2 separate regions of the Macaca mulatta genome follow, and region 2 is linked to region 1. A link is a contact called in public Hi-C data. All regions are on one chromosome and are shown on one strand. The core of a region is the stretch at or near the end of the contact, and the rest is flanking DNA. Distances in the headings are between cores, read along the strand shown. Region 1 holds the start of ZNF200 (zinc finger protein 200). Region 2 holds the start of ZNF263 (zinc finger protein 263).

Region 1 (7,826 bases), core at 2,486-4,985:
AGCGAGGATGGTCTCGATCTCCTGACCTTGTGATCCGCCCGTCTCAGCCTCCCAAAGTGCTGAGATTACAGGCTTGAGCCACTGCGCCCGGCCAAAGTTTACTTCTTAAAATAGGAAGTGCCATATTGCCCTCTTAAATAATTGTATTAATTTGCTTTCAGAATTCTGAATATTATTTTTGTAATTATTCTTTTAAATTTCATTTCTTTAATTGCATGTGACTGTAGCCATCTTTTCATGTTAAAAGGCATTTATAGAGATATATATTGTGTTTACACCCTTAATTTATGGTATCATTTCAAATCCATTTATGTCATTTATTTTACGGATTAGATTCTAAAAACAGGATTCCATCCAATTGTTTTAAAAAATCTTTATCGCTCTTTTTTTCCATCAAATTAAAAAAAAAATCTTTATCGTTCTTTTTTCGTCCCCTCCTCCTCCTGCCTCCCGAGATGGAGTCTCGCTCTGTCTGTCACCCAGGCTGGAGTGCAGTGGGCACGATCTCAGCTCACTGCAACCTCCGCCTCCCAGGTTCAAACGATTCTCCTGTCTCAGCCTCCTGAGTAGCTGGGATTATAGGCATGCACCACCACACCCGGCTAATTTTGTATTTTTTAGTAGAGATGGAGTTTCACTATGTTAGGCTGGTCTGGAACTCCTGACCTCAGATGATCTGCCCACCTCGGCCTCCAAAAGTGCTGGGATGAGCCACCACGCCCAGCCTATTGTTCTATTTTTTTTTAAGGTTTTATTATTTTTAGTTACCAAATTGACATGTGCTCATTAAATGAAGTGACACAATTAAAAAAAAAGTGTAATCTCCCCCTTTTCTCCATTTCCACTGCCTCCCTATGAGTAACTATTTTATTTTTATTTTATTTATTAATTTGAGACAGAGTCTTACTACTCTGTCGCCCAGGCTGGTGCGCCTGTCACTCAGGCTGGAATGCAGTGGTGCAATCTTGGCTCACTGTAACCTCTACCTCCACCTCCTGGGTTCAAGCAGTTGTGTCTCAGCCTCCTCCCAAGTAGATGAGATTATAGGTGCCCGCCACCATGCCCGGCTAATTTTTGTATTTTTAGTACAGATGGGGTTTCCCCATGTTGACCAGGCTGGTCTCGAACGCCTAACCTCCAGTGATCAGCCCACCTCTGGCCTCCCAAAGTGCTGGGATTACAGGCATGAGCCACTGCGCCTGGCCATCCCATGAGTAACCATTTTAATAGTCTAATGTGTATCCCTCAACACATACATAGGTGTTTTGTTTGTTCCAAAAATATAATTATGCATGATATATGTAGCTCTGAAACTTTTTCATGTAATATTTTATGGCCATCCCTCCAGGTGTACCTATAGTTCCAATCCATTCTTTTTCACAGCTGGGTAATTTCCAGAGTATGAATGCACCAATTTACTCATTTCCTTACGTATGAACATGCATGTCATTTCTAGTTTTTGTCACTATAAAGAATTCTACAAGAAATCTGTAGACATCAGATTCACAGATGAGATTGTGAAGGTCAAAGAGTACATATGGGCCGGGCGCGGTGGCTCAAGCCTGTAATCCCAGCACTTTGGGAGGCCGAGACGGGCGGATCACGAGGTCAGGAGATCGAGACCATCCTGGCTAACACAATGAAACCCCGTCTCTACTAAAAATACAAAAAAATTAGCCGGGCGAGGTGGCGGGCGCCTGTAGTCCCAGCTACTCGGGAGGCTGAGGCAGGAGAATGGCGTAAACGCGGGAGGCGGAGTTTGCAGTGAGCCGAGATAGTGCCACTGCACTCCAGCCTGGGCGACAGAGCGAGACTCCGTCTCAAAAAAAAAAAAAAAAAAGAGTACATATGTGTACTTTTAATTTTAATATATATTACAAGATGACTTCATACACTATACTACCAGTAAAAGGAGTGCCTATTTCTCCACCTTCGTTGTTTGATAGGTGAAAAATGTTGGTCCCTTTAAAAGTGATAATCTTGACTAGTAGTGTGGTTAAGCATCTTTTCAAATGTTAATGACCAATTAGGTTTCCTCCTCTCGGGAAGAGCTCCTCATTGCCTTTGCTTTTTGTCAGTTGGCAGGGGTTCATTTCGTCTTGGGAATGTCTAATCCTTTGTGTAGCTAATCTTTACTACTATCTTCCAGTCTTATTTCTTGTTTGTTAACAGAGTCAAGAAAAAGTATTTAAAAAATACAATCACATGCCGGGCGCGGTGGCTCAAGCCTGTAATCCCAGCACTTTGGGAGGCCGAGACGGGCGGATCACGAGGTCAGGAGATCGAGACCATCCTGGCTAACACGGTGAAACCCCATCTCTACTAAAAAATACAAAAAAACTAGCCGGGCGAAGTGGCGGGTGCCTGTAGTCCCAGCTATTCGGGAGGCTGAGGCAGGAGAATGGCGTGAACCCGAGAGGAGGAGCTTGCAGTGAGCTGAGATCCGGCCACTGCACTCCAGCCTGGGTGACAGAGCAAGACGCCGTCTCAAAAAAAAAAAAAAAAAAAAAAAATACAATCACACAGGTTTATATTTTACTTCAAAACATCTCAGTTATCTGTTTTGCCTCATAGTTCAAACCACACTGCTTTGATTAACGGAGCCTTTTTAGTAAATTTTGATCTGAAAAGGCAGATATTCCTTATTTTTCTAGAATGTCTTGGTGCCACACAGTTTTCATACTCGTTTCTTTGTGACATATTTTAAGCCATCGTTAAACGATTAGTCAGCTGTAATTAACTTTAAGAAGTATTCATTTATATTTTTACTTTTGTCTACTTTCTGGAGGCTGGTGTTACATCGAGAAATAAGGCCACACCTGCCCACAAGTTGTCCCAACCCTGATCAATGCCTCACTGGCGAACGAACCGAGTATGGATACAACGCACAAAGACAAAACTCTGTTCGGCCTCCGTAGGAAGCTGAAATTGAGAACAGAGACAGTACAAGAAGGGCAATTAAGATACTTTTAAAAACAAGACGGCCGGTGGGGACAGCAGAGTAGAAGTTAGAAAGTTGGAGGTGGCAACGTAGGTGCCCCAGCTCTAACCTATGGGAGTCACCAGAGCAGAGGCGGAGTCCCATGCCGGCCACACCCTCTCCGCCTCCGCAGTCCTTTTACTGGAAAACCGCAGTGAAAGGAGGAAACGCGCGGAGACGTCTTGATCTTCCGGTCCGAGAGCTCGCTTCCTTCAAGCCTTGGCGGGGGAACGGGGGGGTTGGAGGGGGTCCGCCTTGCCCCAACGGCCGCGCCTGACGGTCGTCCATTGGTTGTTTGCATTCGAACTACATTTCCCAGGAGGCCCTGGGGTTAGACTGGCCGCAGCTGGAGAAGTGCCAACCCGTCATGGATGACTGGAGCCAGCCTCTTACCTTCCGTCTTCCAGGCAGAGCCACAGAGAGACAGGCTGCAGCCGTCTGGCCTCCCTCCAGCCCTGAGAGCTCCCTGGGCCCGTCTCAAGCGTTACCGTCTCAAGCGCAGATTGCCCGCTCTGAACGGGGAGACCAGGCTTCTGCACCGGAAACAAGGCACCGGTTGTGACGTGACGGCTGCAGAGCGCCCGACCTCCCAGAAGGCACCGCGTCCCTGCAATTCACCTTAACTGGTCACGGCGCGAACGAATAGTCGCCGGCGACCTGTGAGGGCACTCGGAAGGGCGAGGGGAGGGCTCGGCCGCTCGCGCCTAGTTTTTCTATCTCTCCCGGAGCCTGAGTCTCTGAGCCGTCCCCAGCAAACGCTCAGGGGCTGCAGAGGCCCCGAGAGGTGAGGGGCTCCGTGAGGGCGGGAACCAGGCTGAGGCCGCCTCTGGGGAACGGAGCGTGTCCGTTGCTGAGGGAGAAAGGCCGGGTAGGGAGCCTGGTGAGCGCCTCAGGCAGGGGCGCACGCTGAGCTTTACGGTAAAGGTGTTCCTTGACCAGCGGAAGAGGCCCCAGAGTGAGCCTGGCCCGGCGGGCCTTAGTGGGATGTCGCCTGCCGCTCTCAGGAGAGCTTTGACGGCGGAGAGGAGTCGGCAGGCGGTGTGTGGACCCCTCCTCGGCCTTGCGTCTGCTCCCCGGGAGAGTCACCAACCGCCTCCCCGCCCAAAGGGCACCGGAGGGAGCTTCGGTTCGAGGGGTACAGTATGGCCAGTTTCAGTGACCAACCTGCTTCTAGGCGGATGTCCGCGGTATTGACCCCAGATTTCCTGTCTTCTAGCCCATTGCTCTTTCTCCAGACCTGATTCAACCTCTTCCTGGTGGGTTTTACACACCGTCTTTCTGTCTTTTCTTTCTCCTTTTCTTTCCCTTCCCTGACTCCCTTCCTCCTTTCCTTTCTCTTTTCCTTTCTTTTTTAGAGTCAGGGTCTTGCTTTGTCATTCAGACTGGAGTGCAGTGGCGCGATCACAGTTCACTGCAACCTCGACCCCCTGGGCACAAGCAATCCTCCCACCTCCCGAGTAGCTGGGACCCACAGACTTGTGTCGCCCCGCCCAGCTAATTTTTTATTTATTTTTTTATAGAATCGGGGTCTTGCTGTGTTGCCCAGGCTGGTCTTGAACTCCTGGACGCAAGCGACCCACCCACCAGGGCCTTCCAAAGTGCTGGGATTACAGGTGTGAGCCATCGGTACCTGGCCACACTTTGTATTTCTCAGGAGGCTGGACCTTGGCCTTCTCCCCGCCATTACTCCCTTGCCTTTGGACTTGAGGTTTGCAGAGTCTCTTTTTTATTCTCAGGATCTTCCTTTAACATCTTCCTAAGCATATCTTGTTCAAATACTGCGTTTCAGTTATGATTTCCTAACCCCAGCTGTCGTTTTCTTTAGATCTCCTGTAACCTCACTACCCATGCCACATACTGGAGTGCAGTAATGCCTTGCCTGGTCTTGTGGGTAATCCCTGGTTTCTCTGTCTACAGCTTGGCTCTCTGGCAGATTTCCTCTAGTAAGAGGTGGCTCAGGAGGCCCCGCGAAACGAGTGTGGTGTGTGGTTGCAAGGCATGATGGCTGCAAAAGTGGTTCCTATGCCCCCAAAGCCAAAGCGGTCCTTTATACTGAGAGTTCCGCCAGACTCCAAGCTGGGCCAAGACCTACTTCGAGATGCCACTAATGGGCCCAAGACCATCCACCAGCTAGTGCTGGAGCACTTCCTCACCTTCTTGCCCAAGCCAAGCCTGGTCCAGCCCAGTCAGAAAGTCAAGGAGACCTTGGTTATTATGAAAGATGTGAGCTCAAGCCTTCAGAACAGAGGTGAGAAGCACATGCTTGTTTCACTAGAAGAGGAGGAGGAGGTACTGGAGTCTAAGATAGGCTTCTGTGTTAGTTATAAATTCAAATTAGGATGGTGTATATTGAAAAAGGAGTCAATTCTAGTGTTGGAAAGAGGAAATTCTTCTGAAGTGCTGGGTGTGGGTAAAGCCACAGAATAAACAGTGTGCATCTTTCTGTAGTGTCGGTTTTACCCAAACATTCTGAGGGAAATATCTTTTTTTTTTTTTTTTTTTTTTTTGAGACGGAGTCTCGCTCTGTTGCCCAGGCTGGAGTGCAGTGGCCGGATCTCAGCTCACTGCAAGCTCCGCCTCCTGGGTTCACGCCATTCTCCTGCCTCAGCCTCCCGAGTAGCTGGGACTCCAGGCGCCCGCCACCTCGCCCGGCTAGTTTTTTGTATTTTTTTAAGTAGAGACGGGGTTTCACCGTGTTAGCCAGGATGGTCTCGATCTCCTGACCTCTTGATCCGCCCATCTCGGCCTCCCAAAGTGCTGGGATTACAGGCTTGAGCCACCGCGCCCGGCCGAGGGAAATATCTTTTTGGGATAAATCAGATGAATTATTGAGTTAGGTTTATGTGGAATTTTAGAAATTTTCTGCTCTTTCTGGGCATCTTCACACTTTACATTGCCCCGAGCTCTCCTTTAGTAATACTCTATGGGAAATTCTGAAAGGTGTGTAGAGAGGTCATTATTTTCATAAAAGGGAGATGCCATAGGTTCAAGACCCTAGAGTTTATGGCTTGACCTCCATAAGGGCTCACAGGAGCAGAAAAGCCCATGAGTTACCTGTCAAAGGAATGAGGACAGCCTGACCTCAAGGTATGGGGAGTCTCTGTGTTAGAATCACTGAGTTTTTCACTAACGACACCTTCCTCTTTCCCCAGTGCATCCTCGTCCCTTGGTGAAGCTTCTGCCCAAAGGAGTCCAACAGGAACAAGAGACAGTGTCTCTGTATTTGAAAGCTAACCCTGAGGTGGGTTTGGTTTTCCTATTCACTGTCTGAATCCATCACCTTCCATGCTTGGCCAACGTGTGTGTAAAAACACATTCTTAGGAGTTGGCCTTCTTGGGTGTTTTTCTTCTGCTTTTTCCTTGAGCCCTTCTCAGCCTGGCTGTCCTGTCTTTGCTGCACCTCTGTGGGATTTATAGGTCCCTCTTGCCATCCCTTCCCTTGATCTTTGTTCGTCAGTTTTTGTTACCAGTAGGGCTGTCAGTGAACCTCAGTTACTAAGATGAAAGGGGCCTCTTGCTCTTTCAGGAACTGGTGGTCTTTGAGGATTTGAATGTATTTCACTGCCAGGAAGAATGTGTGAGCTTGGATCCTACTCTCACCTCAGAGAAGGAAGATGACAGCAGTGTCGGGGAGATGATGTTACTGGGTAAGAATCACAGCCCAGCCGGGCGTGGTGGCTCTCGCCTGTAATCCCGGCACTTTGGGAGCCCAAGACAGGCAGATCACGAGGTCAGGAGATCGAGACCATCCTGGCTAACACGATGAAACCCTGTGTCTACTAAAAATACAAAAAATTAGCTGGGCGTGGTGGTGGGTGCCTATAGTCCCAGCTACTCAGGAGGCTGAGGCAGGAGAATGGCGTGAACCCGGGAAGCGGAGCTTGCAGTGAGCCGAGATCGTGCCACTGCACTCCAGCCTGGGTGACAGAGCGAAACTCCGTCTCAAAAAAAAAAAAAAAAAGAAATCACAGCCTTTGTGTGTTCAGATTGTTTACTTTGGGACAAGCACATCCTTCATCTCTAGCTTTGGGGGACAATTCACACCTGGTAAGCCTATGTACACACACACATTCTATTTTACTTTTGTTTTATTCTGTGTGGCAGAGCCTTTCCACAGCTCCAGCTGTGGGTGGGTGGGTGGCCATTTTCCCTATATGTTGGGTGCAGTGAGGGGAGAGGTAGGGAAAACCTGCAGACAGAAACTGTGGGCATAGAAACTGTTCTGAACCCATTTTCTGAACTCTGTTCTCAACAGGTATATTTGAATGTTTTCATTGAACACATGACTAGCTCTTCTAATCCCCGTCCCCTTTTTGATGTTCAATAGATGTGAAGACTACTAGCCTAAGTGAAAATATATTCCACTATTGATGAAAGTAATGTTTAACACTTAATGAGCACTTACATGCTGTTATATGCTAGGCACTAGTCCAAATGCTTTTCATGTGTTTATTGTCTCATGTACTTCTCAGAGTAATATTGAGTGGTATGGAAATTACTGCCACCTTACAGGTGACAGAACTGAGGCAGAGAGGGGTTAAAACATTTGCTAAAGGTCACACAGTTGTAAGCAGTGGAACAGGGATTCGGACTCAGGGAATCTGACATCAGAATTTGCAGTAATGGCCCAGGGCTGCTCTGCCTCCTAGATGCATTTCTCATAATTTCGTTGTTGGTGAATGGGGCATTCTTTTTTTTTTTTTCTTGAGACGGAGACTCGCTCTGCTGCCCAGGCTGGAGTGCAGTGGCGCGATCTTGGCTCGCTGCAATCTCCGCCTCCCGGGTTCACACCATTCTCCTGCCTCAGCCTCCCGAGTAGCTGGGACTACAGGCGCCCGCCACTACG
Region 2 (7,826 bases), core at 1,484-3,983, 41 kb before region 1:
ACTCTCATACAGGGAACTTTAGACAAAGGGAAGTCTCCTGTGGAGGCTTCTTGGCAAAACTCAGAGTCTGTGTCCAGGAGGTGAATGAATAAGGGGCAGAACCCTGGTCAGAAATGGCGCAGTCATCATCCCTGGAAAAGAAGTCCTTACCCAGTGAGTCCACATTCTCATAACTCTCCTGCACCGTGTCCCTGGAGAGGGCCCTCTTACTAGGATCCTGATGCCCCCACTCCTCCTGGGAGATGTACATTGCCACGTCCTCTAAGCTCTCAGGCAACTGAAACAGCACAAGATCTCCTTTAGCCCCTGATGCACCAAGAACAATTCAAGCAGAATCATGGATTAAAGGGGCAAAATCCAGGGATGCCAAGCACACGTCATGGGGAAGAAGGGTGTCAGGTCTACAAGTGAGGTGTGAAAGAGACAAAAGCAGTGGGGGAGACACTGTGGTAAGGGAGAAAGGACCTTCCACGTGGAGAACCCCCCACCCCCAACACTCAGCAGAGGAAGGGTGCTGGGGGAAGACAATGGAAACTTCCACATCACCTGGGGCCCAGTCATCTCCTTGTCTTCCATGTTCCCTTCAGGAGGAAAAAGAGAAAGCCAGGGAGCAGATAATGCTGAAGGTGACAGAAATTATAATGAGAATGGCATTCCTAACTCTTGGCAACCCAAGGATTATTAAAACACAGTATCCATTCCCCAACACCCAGTCTCTGCTTTTGGGGATGACACTAAACTGTCCAAAGGCCTAATAAACTGATATCCAAAATGACAGGGTTAGAGGGAAGGAATACCAAGAGTAGCACTCCAAACCCCTCACCATTCAAGTGGTTCTAAATCGCCTCTGTTCTACATAAAAAAGGGCTCCACTGAGACTCCCTTCCCTTCCCCCAGCCCCAGGAGAACCCACACCACCAACTGCAGGTCTTTCATTCCACGTGTGAACCTTAACTTCAGCAATTCCTTCTCCTTCGCACCAATGCGACATCCTGCTTGTGTCGGGGGCAACCCCCAAGCCCCTCCTCCCTCCCACCTGCCCAGATAACTGTGCCTCACCCCTCTCCTTTACAGCCTGGGGGTCCCTTTGGGGGCTGGGGCCTAGCAGCTCCTGCAGCCTGGGGCCAGGGCTTCGCTCAGTCTCCATTGGCTCCAGCTTGAAGCTCGGTGACTCTCGTGCTGTTTCCAGAGGCAAAGGCTCCTCCAAAAGCACTTCTGTTTCCCGCCCATGGTTTGTGACCTGGGAACCAACCCACATCACTCATCATCACAACAGGGCCCAAAGGGAAGGGAAATTAGTATAGGATACTGAGAGCAAGCCTTCAACAGAGAACCTCAGGCCATCCCTTAGGGCCCAGGCAACAGAAAAATGGTTTACACTAAAGGCTTTTTTGATCCCCTGTGCAGGGCGAGGGGTTAGGGAAAGGGCCCACTCCCAGAGCACACCTTCCCCACACAGCTCTTAAGATACACCTCACTCCCTTTTGCTCTCCCCACCTTTCCTAGGTGCTTCTATTCCTCACTATAGGATAAGCTAAATTGGGGTAGCCCGGGGGGCAATGACCTCAGGGCCTCGGTGCCAAATTATCTTTCAAAGTTCACAATTAACGGAGGCCCAGCTTTGCAGAAGACCAGACCGTAGACCCTAATATAACAACAGCTAGCAAGTACTAAGCACTCATTATAAGCTAGCAGTGTTATCACAACTTTACACGCTGCTCTTCCTGTAAGCCCAATAAAGTATGTTAATATTCTCATTTTACGAGTAGGAAAACAGGCCGAAAGACATCAAGTAACTTGGCAAAGTAACAAAGCTAGTACTAGCAGATTGAAGATTTGAATGCTGGCGATCTAACTCCACGGCTAACACTAACTGTTCCAGGGACACTGCCTCCGCGTGGAAACAGGGCACTCTTCACTGCTTTATGTTCATTTGGGGAAAATATGGAGGACGAGTGTTCCTCCCCATGTAAGGTCTACTCAGTGCAATTTACTTGAATTCGACCGGGGGGCAATGTCCCAGTCCTCGGGGCTAAACAAACCACAGATAAAACAGCTCGCTCTCTCTCTCACCTGTTGTCTCAGTCTCCCAAGCTCTCTCTGCATATCCTCCACAAGGGTCACCGCTTCTTCGCCGCTCTCCGGATGCAGCTCCTGCACCCTGCTCTGGATCTCCTGGGGCAGGATGGTCAGGAACTGCTCCAGCACCAGCAGCTCCAAGATCTGCTCTTTCGTGCGCATCTCAGGCCGAAGCCACCCATGGCAAAGCTCTTGGAGCCGGCTGAGGGCTTCGCGAGGACCAGCTGCCTCTTGGAAGCGGAACCGTCTGAAGCGCAAGTGGGAGGCCTCGGGGCTCGGCCCTGGGTCAGGCGGGGGCAGCTCCTGGCTCCAGGCGCAGTCCTCCTCCAGCTTCACTATCAGGAGCCCTTCCCGTTCCTGGGGGCTCGGGCCCGACGCCATCGTCGGGTCTCCAGAGCGCCTTAGCCCGAAACCAGCCGTGCCCGCCTACGAAGGCGCCCTGAACCCGTGTAAGGATAGACGGCGCCGGCTGCAGCCCAGGGCCGGAGGCTCCCAGTCCACGCCAAGGAGCCCCGCTCCAGCCCAGGCGCGGACGGCTCCGGCGCCTAGGCCTCAGTAGGTCCCAGGCGCCGCCACGCCGGCCCCGTAGCCCGTCCGTGCCAGGACTTCCCCGAGACAGGAACCGAGCGCCGCGCTTCTCACCCTACAGGATACCCACGCAGGACCCAGACCTCTGCTCCCACGCCGGAAGTCTCTGCGCGGGAGTTAGGCGTCCACAAGCCCACGGCGCCTGCTCGTGACCAACTTCCGGGTCACGTTTTGCGAACTACAGCGCCCATTGGGTCAGGGTTCGCCACACACTCACCACCTACCAATGAGAAGGGAAGATTTGCCTGCGGGGGCGGGACGAGCGAGGGACCAATTGGAGACGAGAAGCGGGGCCACGGGGCGCGTCCTGAGATTCTGGGAGTGGCTGGGGCAGGGCCGCTGGATCCAAACGAAAACAAGCCCGAGGCGGTTGTGACTGGCGGGCAACCTGGGTTAGAATTACTCCGGAGGGCTTGCGAAAACGCAGATCCCAGGGCCACGCGCTCTCCAGTGCGTCCGTGTCGGGGCGAGGCCTGGAAATCTGAATTGTTAATAAGCTTCCCCCGATGAATCCTTCCCCAAGCCAGGCCCCACCCGCTTCGGGTACTCTGGGCTGGCTAAAGATGGTCCCACTCGCCCCTGCGGCCTCCTCGGCATCTCGGAGAGGCTAGGGAGGTAGCCGCCCGCCCAGTTAGTGGCGCCGCGTGGCCTGCGGCGCGGGGCCTGCTGGGAGATGCAGTCCGCGGCGCGGCCTCGCGACTGCGCGAGCGCCCTGGGGGAGGGCCCAAGAGCCGGGCGATTCTGAAACCCCGAGTCCCTCGGAGACCCCCTGCTGTGCTTTGGGCTCTCTTCTGCGGCTGGACATCCCAGAGGAGCGCTTGGGGCCGGGTTCGCGGTACCTGCTTCCGATTTTAGATCGGATTTTAAACCTGCCCGAGACGTGCGGCGCCTGCAGTGCATTCTCCAAGTTTCAGTTTCTTGCCCAGCCCAGCAAGGGCGGGATCTGCCTTCAGCTCCGCCGTGGACTTTTGATAGTTGGGGGCGAGTGACAGGAGGGCCGCAGGGCCGATTCCCTATTGGGCGCGGTTGTGAGCTTTGTGTCGGTGAGCGGGGCTGCCCAGTTGTGAGGCGGCCCAGGTCCTCCGGGCCGTGAGATCCGCAAATGGAAGCGTCCTGGGATTGAATCTGACAACCAGTTACCGTGTGTTTAGCGCTTATATGCAGATCCATCCTGAAAACACGTTTGTATGAAGCAGATGCTATTACCAGCCCCTTCCAACAGGTGGTGGCACTGAGATAAGTCATTTGCCTGGGGTCACACAGCTAGTCTGTCACCAAAGGTGAGGTTACCATGATAGTAGAGGGTAATATGGGATTGAAGAGGTCGGTTTGGGATGACTAGGTGAAAAGAGTACTGATATTTTATCTTATTTTATTTTATTTTATTTTTCCGAGACGGAGTTTTGCTCTTGTTGCCCAGGCTGGAGTTCAATGGCGCAGTCTCAGCTGACTGCAACCTCCCCCTCCCGGGTTCAAGCGATTCTCCTGCCTCAGCCTCCTGAGTAGCCGGGATTACAGGTGTCCGCCACTACGCACGGCTAATTTTTGTATTTTTAGTAGAGACGGGGTTTCACCATGTTGGCCAAGCTGGTCTTGAATTCCTGACCTCGAGTGATTTGCCCGCCTCAGCCTCCCACTGTGCTGGGGTTACAGGTGTGAACCACCACGCCCGGCCTTTTTTTTCTTATTATATTCCAGGGAAGATGACAGATCCGCAGGCTGTCGTGGCAAATGCAGAGCCAGTGACCCCACAGCACTCAAGGTCCAGTTTGGAAAATCTTGTTTGCTTCCTAGGACCATTCTGGTGGTTTTAGGCATTCCTGTTTTTTTGTTTTTGAGATAGGGTCTTGCTCTGTCGCCCAGGCTGAAGTGCAGTGGCACGATCATTAGACATTCCTATTTCAAGAGACATAAATTCTAGACTGAAGCCTCAAAACCACTTTTTTCTGACATTTACTATGTAATCTCAGGCAAATTATGTAATCTCACCAAACCTCAGTTTCCTCATCTATTTTGAGGGAATACTATACGCACCTCACCTCATATCACTGGGTTAGGAAGAAATAAGCTGAGCTACACAGGATGCTTAGAACAGTACCTGGAGTCTCGCCCTGTCACCCAGGCTGGAGTGCAGTGGCAGGATCTCAGCTCACTACAACCTCCGCCTCTTGGGTTCAAGTGATTCTCCTGCCTCAGCCTCCTGAGTAGCTGGGATTATAGGCACCACACCCCCACACCGGCTAATTTTTGTATTTTTAGTAGAGACAGGGTTTTGCCATGTTGGCCAGGCTGGTCTCGAACTCTTGACCTCAGGTGATCCACCCGCCTCAGCCTCCCAAAGCACTGGACTTAGGGTTTTCTTTTACCTGTACCACATGCTCTTTGATCCTATTCCTAGCTTTGAAATCTGATCATAAAAAAATAGCAAATTTAAATGGCATTTCATTTGAAATGCATTTTATTTTTATTAATATGAAATATATTACCTTTCTTCATGAAAAGGTATATGATGCATTTTACTCCACTTATATTTTGATTAAATGTTCTGGAGTTTAAATTTTCCTTTGGATTAACGTTAACCAAACTGTCTTACTAATATTGTTTGATAATGTTAGTATTTAGACGTATTCCTCTATTTGCATATTAGATCACTGTTTACCAACCTATTTTTGTTTTGTTTTGAGACGGAGTTTTGCTCTTGTTGCCCAGGCTGGAGTGCAATGGCACGGATCTCGGCTCACCACAACCTCCACCTCCCAGGTTCAAGCGAATCTCCTGCCTTAGCCTCCCTAGTAGCTGGGATTATAGGCATGTGCCACCATGCCCGGCTAATTTTGTATTTTTAGTAGAGACAGGGTTTCTCCATGTTGGTCAGGCTGGTCTCGAACTCGCGACCTCAGGTGATCCACCCACCTCGGCCTCCCAAAGTGCTGGGATTACAGGCATAAGCCACCATGCCCGGCGTTTTTTGTTTTGCTTTTTTTCAGACGAGTAAACTGTCAGAGATGAGGAGGGAGAGGAAAGAACTTGGAAAGAGGGTACAACCCAAACTTTTGTCAGGGAAGGCATGGCAGGACACGTGGGAGACCACACTGGGGAACATTTTACTAATTTTCTGGATTGATGGAAACACTGTTAGATATTTGTTTTGGTTAATATCAAGACAATCTAATTCTAGGCTTCAACTAAAACAAATGTGTAAAGATTGTTTTTGCTGGTTGCCAACCAAACCAGTTTTGTTTTTTTTTTTTTTGAGATGGAGTCTCACTCTGTCGCCCAGCCGGATCTCAGCTTACTGCAAGCTCTGCCTCCCGGGTTTACGCCATTCTCCTGCCTCAGCCTCCCGAGTAGCTGGGACTATAGGTGCCTGCCACCTCGCCTGGCTAGTTTTTTTGTATTTTTTAGTAGAGACGGGGTTTCACTGTGTTAGCCAGGATGGTCTCGATCTTCTGACCTCATGATCCGCCCCTCTCGGCCTCCCAAAGTGCTGGGATTACAAGCTTGAGCCACCGCGCCCAGCCTCAGATACCAATTCTTATTTGAAAGTCTCTTAACTGAAATTAATCCAGGGCATAGTTTAACTATCACATTTACCTCTCTCTTCTCTTGGATTCAATAAGAGAATAGTTCTCAGTTTTAATATAGTCAGAATTTTAGGACAATTAACTTGATATTTTGGTTCTAACTTAGATAATTTTATTATCAAAATATTCAAAAAATGAGGTAAAACTAAATCAGTGCATTGACGTTAGCAGAATTAATTCACTCCTCTTCCCAGAGACTGGAGAATAGCTTTGAATTGAGCACAAAAGGATCTTCCCCCTATTTTGTTTTTGTTCTGTTTATTATTTTTGCAGTAAGCCTTTTGCACTCCTAGATTTTGTTCTAATGTTGAAAAACTGCCTATTATGCTAGGCACAGTGGCTCACACCTGTAATCCTAGCACTTTAGGAGGCCGAGGCAAGAAGATTGCTTGAGCCAGGAGTTCAAGACCAGCCTGGGCAACAGAGAGAGCCCTTCTCTCTACAAAATTTTTTTTAAATTATCAGGACATGGTAGCACATGTCTGTGGTCCCAGCTACTCCAGAAGCTAAGGTGGGAGGATCCCTTAAGCCTGGGAGGTCAAGGCTGCAGTGAGTTGAGATTGTGCCACTGCAGTCCAGCCTGGGAGACATTGCAAGACCATGTCTCAAAAAATGCCAACTGCCTGTTAGAGGCTCCAGGTGAAATAATCCTAATTTAGAAGGAAATGAATATGGAGAGGCCATCTGTCCTGGAAATCAGCCTGAACTCAGGAAAAATCAGTGTGACCCAGACTATCATGTTCCCTGTATTTCTTATGACCAGTATATCTAGTCCCAAACCCTGACCTGTACTTCCCATTGGAGCATAGAGAAGAGCCATGGGTGCAGGAATAGCAGGATTCCAAAGGAAAGAAACAATGACTTGGCTCCAGGAGAGGTGAGTGTTCACTGGAAAGAAACAGGAAGAAAGAAAAGAAAAATTCAGCATTACTTGGAATAAAAGCCTTTGGGATTCTATTTAGCAGTTTCTATTTTCTCTCTACTACTTTAATACAACTCTTTTTTCTGCCTCTCTCTTTCTCCTTGGACAAGGTGATATCTGCAATTTCTTTTTCTTCTTACAGGTTTTGAGATCAGGAGAGAAAATGCAGATTCTTCAAAGCAGAAGAAATGTCTGACTCTACATCTATTGTTACTTCAGAGAAGAATAAAATTGAATCACCAATTTTACCAAAAAAAAGACTATAAACATTTAGGAAATCAGTAGAGAAACACCCCAGATTTAGCCAAACTTGTAGATGATCAGAACCTCTCTATAAGGAGAGAAACCTGAGAACAGAATGGGAAGGCAAACTCAGCTCTTAGCTTTTCCTTAGTGTTTATAAGCAATCAGCTCCCAAATCAGGGTGTTTTAACAACTGGGAAGCCATCCCATATTTCCAGTCTAGGAGGCATTTCCCAGCACTTTGGAAGGCATAAGCAGAAGGATCACTTGAGCCCAAGAGCATGGGACCAGCCAGGACAACATAGTGAGATACCATTTCTACAAAAAAATACAAAAATTAGCCAGGTATGGTGGCAAATGCCTGTGGTCCTAGTTGCTTGGGAGGCTGAGGTGGGAGGACCGCATGAGTC

The links. Hi-C and Micro-C count contacts between places; a contact is called where the count stands out from the background.
Region 2: a contact with region 1 is called in a Hi-C map of liver, with 2.5 times the contacts expected there. The contact joins the promoter of ZNF263 here to the promoter of ZNF200 in region 1. A contact is called at or near these places in 3 of 14 Hi-C or Micro-C datasets (cortical neurons, fetal cortex germinal zone and liver).

Annotation. Positions count from the first base shown.
Region 1 is chr20:4,470,611-4,478,436 of T2T-MMU8v2.0, reverse strand. ZNF200 (zinc finger protein 200) reads left to right here and starts at 3,735. Exons shown (of 5, transcript NM_001261221.1): 1 at 3,735-4,115; 2 at 4,898-5,228; 3 at 6,133-6,221; 4 at 6,507-6,627. The coding sequence starts at 4,979. LOC106994924 (a long non-coding RNA gene) reads right to left here and starts at 3,540. Exons shown (of 3, transcript XR_003725570.2): 1 at 2,968-3,540. MEFV (MEFV innate immunity regulator, pyrin) reads left to right here. Exons shown (of 9, transcript XM_077985398.1): 9 at 1-284.
Region 2 is chr20:4,511,042-4,518,867 of T2T-MMU8v2.0, reverse strand. ZNF263 (zinc finger protein 263) reads right to left here and starts at 2,733. Exons shown (of 6, transcript NM_001266542.1): 1 at 2,074-2,733; 2 at 1,060-1,240; 3 at 547-620; 4 at 151-277. The coding sequence starts at 2,460. It overlaps LOC144337886 (a long non-coding RNA gene), which reads left to right and starts at 3,343. Exons shown (of 2, transcript XR_013411521.1): 1 at 3,343-3,947; 2 at 7,316-7,826.